2 separate regions of the Sus scrofa genome follow, and region 2 is linked to region 1. Evidence: chromatin contacts called from public Hi-C data. All regions are on one chromosome and are shown on one strand. The core of a region is the stretch at or near the end of the contact, and the rest is flanking DNA. Distances in the headings are between cores, read along the strand shown.

What was found. Hi-C and Micro-C count contacts between places; a contact is called where the count stands out from the background.
Region 2: a contact with region 1 is called in a Hi-C map of fetal heart ventricle, with 2.4 times the contacts expected there. The contact joins two enhancer-like sites.

What each region holds. Positions count from the first base shown.
Region 1 is chr6:31,052,031-31,056,634 of Sscrofa11.1, forward strand. No RefSeq gene overlaps it. Among named protein-coding and RNA genes, the nearest start is that of IRX3, 9.4 kb to the left of the region's middle. Within about 2 kb of position 2,356, at least 2 of the 83 cell types and tissues checked have an H3K27ac peak or open chromatin away from gene starts, as enhancers often do.
Region 2 is chr6:31,219,278-31,223,881 of Sscrofa11.1, forward strand. All of the region lies in intron 8 of FTO (fat mass and obesity associated), which reads right to left. Among named protein-coding and RNA genes, the nearest start is that of IRX3, 180 kb to the left of the region's middle. Within about 2 kb of position 2,579, at least 1 of the 83 cell types and tissues checked has an H3K27ac peak or open chromatin away from gene starts, as enhancers often do.

The DNA of each region.
Region 1 (4,604 bases), core at 1,106-3,605:
AGCCGGAAGGCAGCATGGAAGGGCCAGAGGGCTATGCAGCAGAGGCTTCGGGAGAAGGAGGAGATTCCTGGAGTTCCTGTCATGGCGCAGTGGTTAACGAATCCGACTGGGAACCATGAGGTTGCGGGTTCGATCCCTGGCCTTGCTCAGCGGGTTAAGGATCTGGCATTGCCATGAGCTGTGGTGTAGGTCGCAGACACAGCTTGGATCCTGCGTTGCTGTGGCTGTGGTGTAGGCCAGTGGCTACATCTCCGATTCGACCCCTAGCCTGGGAACCTCCATATGCCACAGAAGCGGCCCAAGAAATGGCAAAAAGACAAAAAAAAAAAAAAAAAAAAAAAGGAGAAGATTCCAGCCACTCACCTGCCCTAGGGGAGGAGTGGGGAGGAGGAGCCACCTCCTGGGCTGCTACTCTCTGGACACCTGGTGGGCAGGCAGGGCCAAAGGGTCCTCTTCTTAGGCTTTGAGTTCTGGAAGGTTAGAGCGAGGGATTGAATGCTTGGGTAGGAACTGGGTGTCAGACTTGTTCACTAGTTTGTTGGGACTTTTTCTGCCAGGAGCTTGCACTGGGCTTAATTGTTTATAGCCCTCTAGAAATGTCCTCTGCATGCCAGCATTCCTGGTTGTCAGCACCCTCTACCTCCATCAAATGAAAGTGGGCACTTGGGAGTTCCTGTGCTGGTACATCGGAAACGAATCCTACTAGGAACCAGGAGGTTGTGGGTTCGATTCCTGGCCTTGCTCAGTGGGTTAAGGATCCAGCATTGCTGTGAGCTGTGGTGTAGGTCACAGATGCGGCTCAAATCTGGCATTGCTGTGACTCTGGCGTTGGCTGGTGGCAACAGCTTGATGGGACCCCTAGCCTGGGAACCTCCATATGCTGCGGGTACAGCCCTAAAAAGCAAAAAATTAAAATTAAAAAAAAAAGAAAATGGGCACTTGCAGGTATGTAAAATTGGCGTCTGTGGTTAGAGCCACCTCCAGCTTGAGTGGGGGCAACCTCACCCTCCCTTGAGTTCCCACTTTCACCTTCTGCAACTTGGAGCGGATGGGATTAGACAAATTTATCCAAACTTTCTTGCAACTCCAACATTGTCTAGGATTAGGCATGAATGAATGAAGCGTAGACAGTTACGGGGATGCGGGGGCCCCATAACCTCTCTAGAGGCCACCTCTTGATCCTAACTGGCCACCGTCATCTGACCCAGCTTGACTGCATTAAACATGTCTGTCTATTGTGTGACGAGCTAAGTTCTGAAAGCAGCTGCCACTCCCCCTCACCCCAAACAGAAGCTCCAACCCCTCCAAGGCCATCCTGATGGTCCGGATGGAAAACCCCACAAGGCCCCTCTTCCTGAGCGCAGAAGAGGTCCTAAGAGCGGGTCTCCACCAAGGGGATCCCCTCACTTCCGGGACAGATGGTGATGTCTGGAGACCCTGGTGTCATGACTCGGTAGGGATGCGAATAGCATCTCATGGGGTGGAGACCAGGGATCCTGCTAAAGGTCCCCCAAGGCGCAGGCCAGTCCCTGCCAGGAAGAGTTATCCAGGTCAACACCGAGCCAAGATTGAGAAACACGGCATTGGGGCATGGGGAGAGGCGTCTGGGGCAGTCACCAAAGGTGTTTTCTCCCAGAAACCACAGCTTTGTGGAGGGAAGCATTAAAGCTGGGCGCTAAGTGGGGTGTTTTTGTTCCCTAAAAGCTTTTGGCCCTGGAAGGGGGTCATTGGGGTGAGGGAGCGCAAACAGGAAACGAGGCCGGCCTGGGAAACAGAAGGAGCCAAAGAGGAGGGGTCAGCTCAGCCTGGCTGCCCAGGTTGCCCCTGGAAGTGGGACTCTCTCGGGGCCAGAGGGACAGCGTCTGCCCCCAAGAGGATGTGTGTCTGGAAAGTTGGGGCCTTTCTCCCTGGATATTTATATCAGGAGCAGGTTCCGGAATGGTGTCACTGATGAAAGCCTGACTCCTGGGGGTTTTGCCTCACAGCGATTGCCACCTCTTAGCTGCTGCCAGCCCTTCCACGCCCATCAATACATCTGTTTATTTAATTGCTTGTGTTACCCCGGAGTGCGTGCGTGCATGTGTGTGTGTGTGCATGCGTGCAAAGGTATGTGTGTGGATGGGTGGGTGTGTGTGTGGGTCCCACATCAGGGAGCAGGAGGGAGACAAAGCCAGGGGAAGGTCTTACTCCGGAGCCAGAGCCGGCAGCTAGGACACGGGAAGGCGGTGATTTCATGGCTTTTGTCCTGCGTTCTCTCACTGCTCTAGGCCGCTAACAAGTGGGCCACGGCCCTCAGGGCTTTGGAGTGCACTCATCTGAGAGATTGTGCTCTTCTCAGCCGCTCAGATTTATTTTGCCAAAGTTACAGGGCAATTATGGAAATGCGCCCTTTGAAGCCGGGCTGATTTCTCTTTATTTCCTTCTCCCTGACAAAGCAGCTCGCTTCCCTGCCTCTTGTGGGCTTTTTTTTTTTTTTTTTTCTTTTCTCTCTCATCCTCTCCCTCTCTCTTCCTTTCCTTTTCCTTTCTCTTTTTTTTTTTTCTTTTCTGATAATTATTAGATAGTGGGAGTTTCCAGGGGGTAATTTACAAAGAATCTTTTAAACGGGGATAAAAATATGTACAGATGAAAAGAACGTCACTCTCATTAAATGTTATGTTGGGGTGTTTTTAACGGGATTTGACGGCCAGGAGGAAAGAAATGAACTCATGAGACGAAGACGGGACCTCTCACACCCAGGTGGTTGTGGGTCTCTGACACCCTTGCCAGCCTGAGGCCCACGGTGGCCTGGTAGGCCACCTGATTGGCCCATAGACTGTTCCAGCCACCTCCACCCCGCCGGGGCTCCTGCCACGCCCCTCGCCTCGAGCTCCCCAAGTTTCACAGGACAAGTGCTCTGCTCCCCTTTGCTCTCACCCCCATATGAAGAAGAGGCCCAGACTCGAGAGAGCTGTGTTTTCTGGGTTGTGTACACTATTCATCACTGTAGCTCGGAATCTGGAGTCTCTGTGTGAATTCACCCCACTCACTTCTCTCCTCCCGCCCCACTTGGTTCGATGTGACACTGGGGTGTGCAGAGAACGTGTCTGAAGCCAGATGGGGTCCACCTGGAGAGGTGGCCTGCTAGGCCTTGGGGGGGGTTGGGGGCCTGGGTATCTATTTTTTAGAGTGGCTTTGAAGCTGTCTCCATCCATCTTTTTGTTTGCTCCTTCCTTCCTCTCTCCCTGTCGTTGAAAGGAATGGCTCATCATCGGTCCTCAGACCCTAACAGGAAATCTCAGCGCTTTCAGGAGCCAGGACTGGGCTCCTCCGAAGACACTCTGGAGTGGGGGCCGATTCCACGCTCACTTCCTTTACCCCGATTAAATAAAATACAATTGATTAAATGGAGTGAAGTGCTTACTATTTGATAGGCCCCATGGTAAGCACTTCCCATGCATTTTATTTCATGTTCACACCGAAGGCACAGATGAAGAAATTAAGGCTTGGGGGAGAGGGAGGGAGCTTAAGAACCTCTTCTGGCAACAGGAGCCATCTCCACAGAGTGAAAAATGTCCAGGCAGAACATTCCATGTGGGCTGCTCCCATCTGAATCAGAAGGGGAATATACATGGGCTTGTGCAGGATGCTGGTAGGAGGACAGGCCTGGGCAGCTGGGAGTCAAGGACCTGAGGAATATTTTTCAGTTTATATCATCCTTTGGTCTTTGGGAACTCTGCGAATAGGTTATCTCTTCACAGAGCTTCCTTTAAATAACTGAAAGGGGCCGGAGGGAGGGAGGGAAGATGGAAAGGAAGGGGAGAGAGAGAGAGAGAGAAAGCCATTTCTCTGGACCTCACAGCAGAGCTGAGAATCATCCATCACTCACTGGACACCCACAGATACTCATGAAGCACCCATTTGTGCCGGACCATGCATTTCAGGGGTGGCCGCCCAGCGAGGACAAGTCCTGCAATCAGACCGCCTGGGTTCAAATCCCAGCTCTATCCCTGCCTAACTGTGTGGTGTTGGGCTACTGACTGGACCTCTCTGAGCTTTGCTGCCTTCATTTATTTTTTTTCCAGGGCTGCACCCGTGGCATATAGAAGTTCCCAGGCTAGGGGTCGAATCAGACCTGCAGCTGCTGGCCTATGTCACAGCCCCAGCAACTCAGAATCTGAGCCACGTCTGTGACCTACACCATACACCACAGCTCATGGCAATGCGGATCCTTAACCCACTGAGCGAGGCCAGAGATCAAACCCGCAACCTCCTGGATCCCAGTCGGGTTCATTACTGCTGCGCCACAGTGGGAACTCCAGCTTCCTTTAAAATAAAAAGGATTATACATTTCCCTCTCCCATTGACTGTTGAGAGAATTAAATGAGTTCATCCACACTTCGCACAATGCATCGCGCATAAGGATTTGCCTTGTGCATGAAAATTATTTCATACATTTCAAATATTATTTTCATCAATGATAGCAACAACCCCAGGCAATAGGCATGGTGGGCCCCAGTTTATGAATAGGGAAAACCAAGCTCAGCCACTTGTTCCCTTTGGCCAAGCTTTCTGACCCAAGCTTTGGGGACTCCAGGATGGGCAAGCAGCATTCTTCTGTGCTG
Region 2 (4,604 bases), core at 1,329-3,828, 170 kb after region 1:
CAGAATCCCATTTCATCCTCTCAATCACCCATTTTCCAGATGAGGAGACTGAGGCACAGAGAAAGTCAACTTTCTCAAAGCCACAACTGGCAAGAGAGAGAACCAAGACTCAAACCCAGACCTGTCTGACCCCAAAGCCCTTCTTCCCAACCATTTTACACTTTCACTTCAGTGGCAAAGGCCAGCTCAACCCCCCATTGATTCACAGAATACACACTGGCAGGTGCGTGGTGACAGGAGTCACGTCTGTCCTACTTCCCTTGGAGCAGAGATTAGCACGGCCACTGAGTCAATTTCCCCCTCGGCTAAAGCACACACTTTGATGGACAGGAATCTTCCTGAGTTCCAATCCTTCAACTAACCTTATCATTCTGAAAAATAACACCTTTGAGTAGGGTTCCTTTTCTAATTCCAAAAGAAAATTTAGAAAACGCAGAAATGCCCAAAGCAGAACATTTAAAGAACCTACAATTCCACCACCCAGATATAATCACTCCTGGTGCAAATTCTCTATGTCCCTCCCCCCCTTTTTTGGGGGGGGGTCTATGAAACTTATGATTTCCAGTATTATTTGCTCAGTGTTCGGCGTTTATCTTAATGAATACACAAACCCACCCAGATTACACGACATGACTTTCCTATGGATAGATGTGTTTATAATCACCAGATTAAGTGAAACCCCTGCTTCTTTTAAATGAGCTGCCATCTCAAGTGGCTCCACAGAGGCAAAACGTGGAACTTTTCTCTTTAGGCCCGGTGCTGAGAATAGCCCCAGCTGGCTGAGAACCGAAGGACCCAGAGGCCCTGGGTCTGGCTGCGTGTGCCAAACTCTGAATCCCAGAAGCTTAAAATGTAAATCAGAGTCCCTCCTACCAGCTCAGGGACCCATGGATCTTCTAATATTCCTTAAGAAAAAAAAATGATGGGAAAAGCTCAACCTAAAACTGAAGAGATCAGTTTAATGATGTATGCGTAGAAAAAAAAATCATCCGGATCAAAAAACGCTTTCATTTTCCTGGGTAATTTTTTTTTTGAAACATATATGGTTGATATTCTTGCTTAGACGATGGAAATGATACTTCAGCCTACAGCCGTCAAGGGTTTACAGAAATGGGGGCTGCTGCTCTTTGCCTGGCCCCGGGAAGGGTGTGATGAACACAGTCTGAAATCAATATCAGGGAACAGTTACTGCATCTCAATATTATTTGCCGAGATGGGCTGTTGGAAGAGGATGGAGGAAGAGAGAGGTTTGTCGATAGCTTTAACGAAGCACTCCACAGCCATGCACAAAGGGAGGTCAAATAACTATCAGCAGACCAATCCCCATTGTAAGTAGTAAAAATGATAAAATCAATATTATTAAATAAAAAGTTAGCACTGCTATTGAACCCTCTCACGATCTTGGCAGCGCCTGGCTGAAAATGAAGGAGGCTATTTTCCAATCTCTTTAGGGGTAAATGTTTAGGATCTTAAGCATGTGCAAAATGTTGGGGGGCCCGAGAGGTGTATTTTTCACATATCACCTGAGCCAGGGGAACATCTGAACAATAGGCCCAGGTAACTGTCACCTCAGAAGACAAGGATTCTTCTCACCCAGGGGAACATATATACTCTGAGGGCCACTAGAGGCTACATCCTTTAGAGCTGGGACTTTGCTCCTCTGTCCTTCAGGGGGACAGAGGTCAGGCTGGCTCAAGGCTTTCCGGGAGAAGAGAAAGGTCTTCTTTGCTGTTCTTTCAAGTCTTGAGATCTGGAAATGCACCAGAAAAAAATCATGGAGGAGAAAAAAGAAAAAAAAAAAAAAAAAAAAAAAAAAAGAAAGAAAGAAAGAAAGAGAAAAGGAGAAGGGGGAAGAAAACAAGGGCATTCAAGAGCAGAGGACTGACCCGTTCTTGTCAGCCCAGAGGGCTGTGGGGAAGCGTCTCGAAGCCAAGGAGGCGTTCTTTGCTGCTGGCACTGGGTGGTTTAATTGTGTAAACTGAAGGCGGCCTATAGCAGGTACCGAAAAAGATAAATTTAGACGAAAGATAGTCCAGCCAAAAATTCCTGTGAAAGCAGCAAGCTCCAGTCATATCTGGAGGAGGAAATAAAAAAAAAAAAAAAAGAAGAAGAAGAAGAAGAAGAGGAGGAAGAATGGGTAAAACGGAGTGACAGCCCGTCGGCAAGACTGCATTTGCTGCTCTGACCTGCATTTAAACACAGCGCTGCTTTGAACACCTAAAGTTGGCTCCCTTGTTTGCATTTCATAGAAACTACTATAGAAAGTAAACAAGAACCTTTGGTGAATTATTTAGCATACAAATAAACTGGCAGAGAAGGCTAAGTAGGCCTATATGAACTAAGTGGATTGAAATATTCATCTGTAAATAACCCTCCAATCTGGTGCTTTCACGTACAAATACTACATGGAACATTAGACACAACTAGCTTCTAGGGATATTTAGGCTCACTAGAGAGCAATTTTTATGTCTACTGGCATCTGTGGGTAGTGATATGGACTGACTGTTAATATAACCTACATAAAATTTATGTGAACACTCACGGAAATAAGAACACACTGTCAGACAGCTGGTGTCTGATGCGAAGCACATGCGGATTTTATATGCACTGCGTAAACTAACCTTTGCAATAAAGATTTAGCAGGTTTATTAGTTTAGGAAATCGCTATAATTAAGGATAATTCATAATGGCCGCTTATCCACTCTCCAGCAATAGCTAGCTTAATTTAGGCTCCATTTCTTTGAGCCATAAATAAGTGAGCTGCTATCTTCTGCACAGATGTGGCATTCAACCTGTTCATGTTGGCTGGTTTTGGCTTGTGTTTTAATCAAAAGCATTAGTAGATAAGACTCTAAAAAGCCCAGGGTTTGAAATAAATTAGCAAGAAATGCAGAGGCAAAGTTTTTTTTCCAACTGCTCAAAAAAAAAAAAAAGGGGGGGGGGGACCTCTCCCTCCAGAGGTAAAACAATTAAAAATAAATAATCCTTTTAAATGTCCTTAAAGGAACTTTCATTTACAAACCCAAGGAGAGAGAAAGTGACGGAGCAATAACATTAATGAAGGCCCAAGAAATATGAGTGTGAGCTCTCTACAGTATTTCCATTTAACTGTGCATGTAATTAAAGCCTGACCTTTGCAAATGCAGCACACTCTGCCTTGCTGCAGCTTCCCCCATTCGAGATCCAAGCAAGGGCTCCGGGGATGGGAGCTTTCCACGGTGCGCTAGCCTGCCTTCAGAGACTGCTCTGAGGGATGGCTGCATCTGTGATCTGTCCCTAGTGACAAGGACCCCTTTCCTACCGGTCCTTAGCAACACCTGACCCTCTTCTTCCATTCATCCACACCTCTTTGCGTTACAGCCCCATGCACTCCGCCAATACTCAGGGTATGAGTCAGCAAAAGGCAAGCAGCACCAGAACGTGGGTCCAGATTATCAGCATCCCCAAAGCCAACTAGTCGGTGAGCATGCCCTAGGCGTGGGGCCCTCTGCTAAGCCCTTCCTGGTCTGGTCTGAACAGCCAGCCGAAAGAGACCTTCTTCTTGCGAGATGTCCCCTGGGGCACAGCAGCTTGATTGACGTGGGAATTTGGAATCCAATGAAGAGTGAAGCTCTACGGAGACTTAAGAGGAGCTTTGTTCTTGAGAATTTCTAGATCGAGCAGTTAATCCTGGTGTCATGGAAAGGGTGTTGGTCTAAGAGTCAGCAGGTCTGGGATGTATTTCCCAGCTGTGTCACTTGTCATCTGCGGTGTCCCCAAGACAGCCAGTCAGCCTCCCTAAGTTTCAGCCTCCCCCTTTGCAAAGTGGGTGATGGGCACCTGTCCCTCCTGCTGCAAGGACCGCTATAGGGACTCTGGGAAACACTGGCCCATTAATCTCCTGTGACAGCAAAAATGGTGAATGCCAGCTCAGCCACTTCGAAGTTGGACCTCTCCATCTCTGAGTTTTCCTGTAGGAAAGCAGAGCCCATGAGAGCTGCTTGGTCACGTCACCAAGTTAAGAGGAGCAGGAGAAATCACTTGCAAAAGTGGTCAGTCGACTGTGAAGTTCAATGCTTTCCAAGTTATTTGAGCCAGGTCTCCTCCTGATGGTTTCCAAAGGTGCCGCTGGTCCGGAGCTCCACATATACCCACGGCCCCTCAGGAGCCCTTGGCCAGAGGGGGATGGGGAGGACGATTTGAGGAGGCCGAGGTAATGCCAAGGGTTTGATAGGCACGGTACAACACACGTGGGCTGGGCACATCAGTTTTTAAAAATTATATCTAAATATCAAAATAATTTAATATCAAAATAATTCCGACAGGAGGTCCCATCATGGCTCCATGGTTAACGAACCCGCTAGTGTCCATGAGGATGCATGTTCGATCCCTGGCCTCACTCAGTGGGTTAAGGATCTGGCATTGCTGTGAGCTGTGGTGTAGGTTGCAGATTAAGCTCGGATCTGGTGTTGCTGTGGCTGTGGTGTAAGCCGGCGGCAGCTACAGCTCCGATTCGACCCCTAGCCTGGGAACCTCCATATGCCGTGGGGGTGGTCCCAAAAAAACAAAACCAAAAAAATCAAAAAAAAAAAAAGAAAGAAAAGAAAAGAAATTTCCGATTCGTG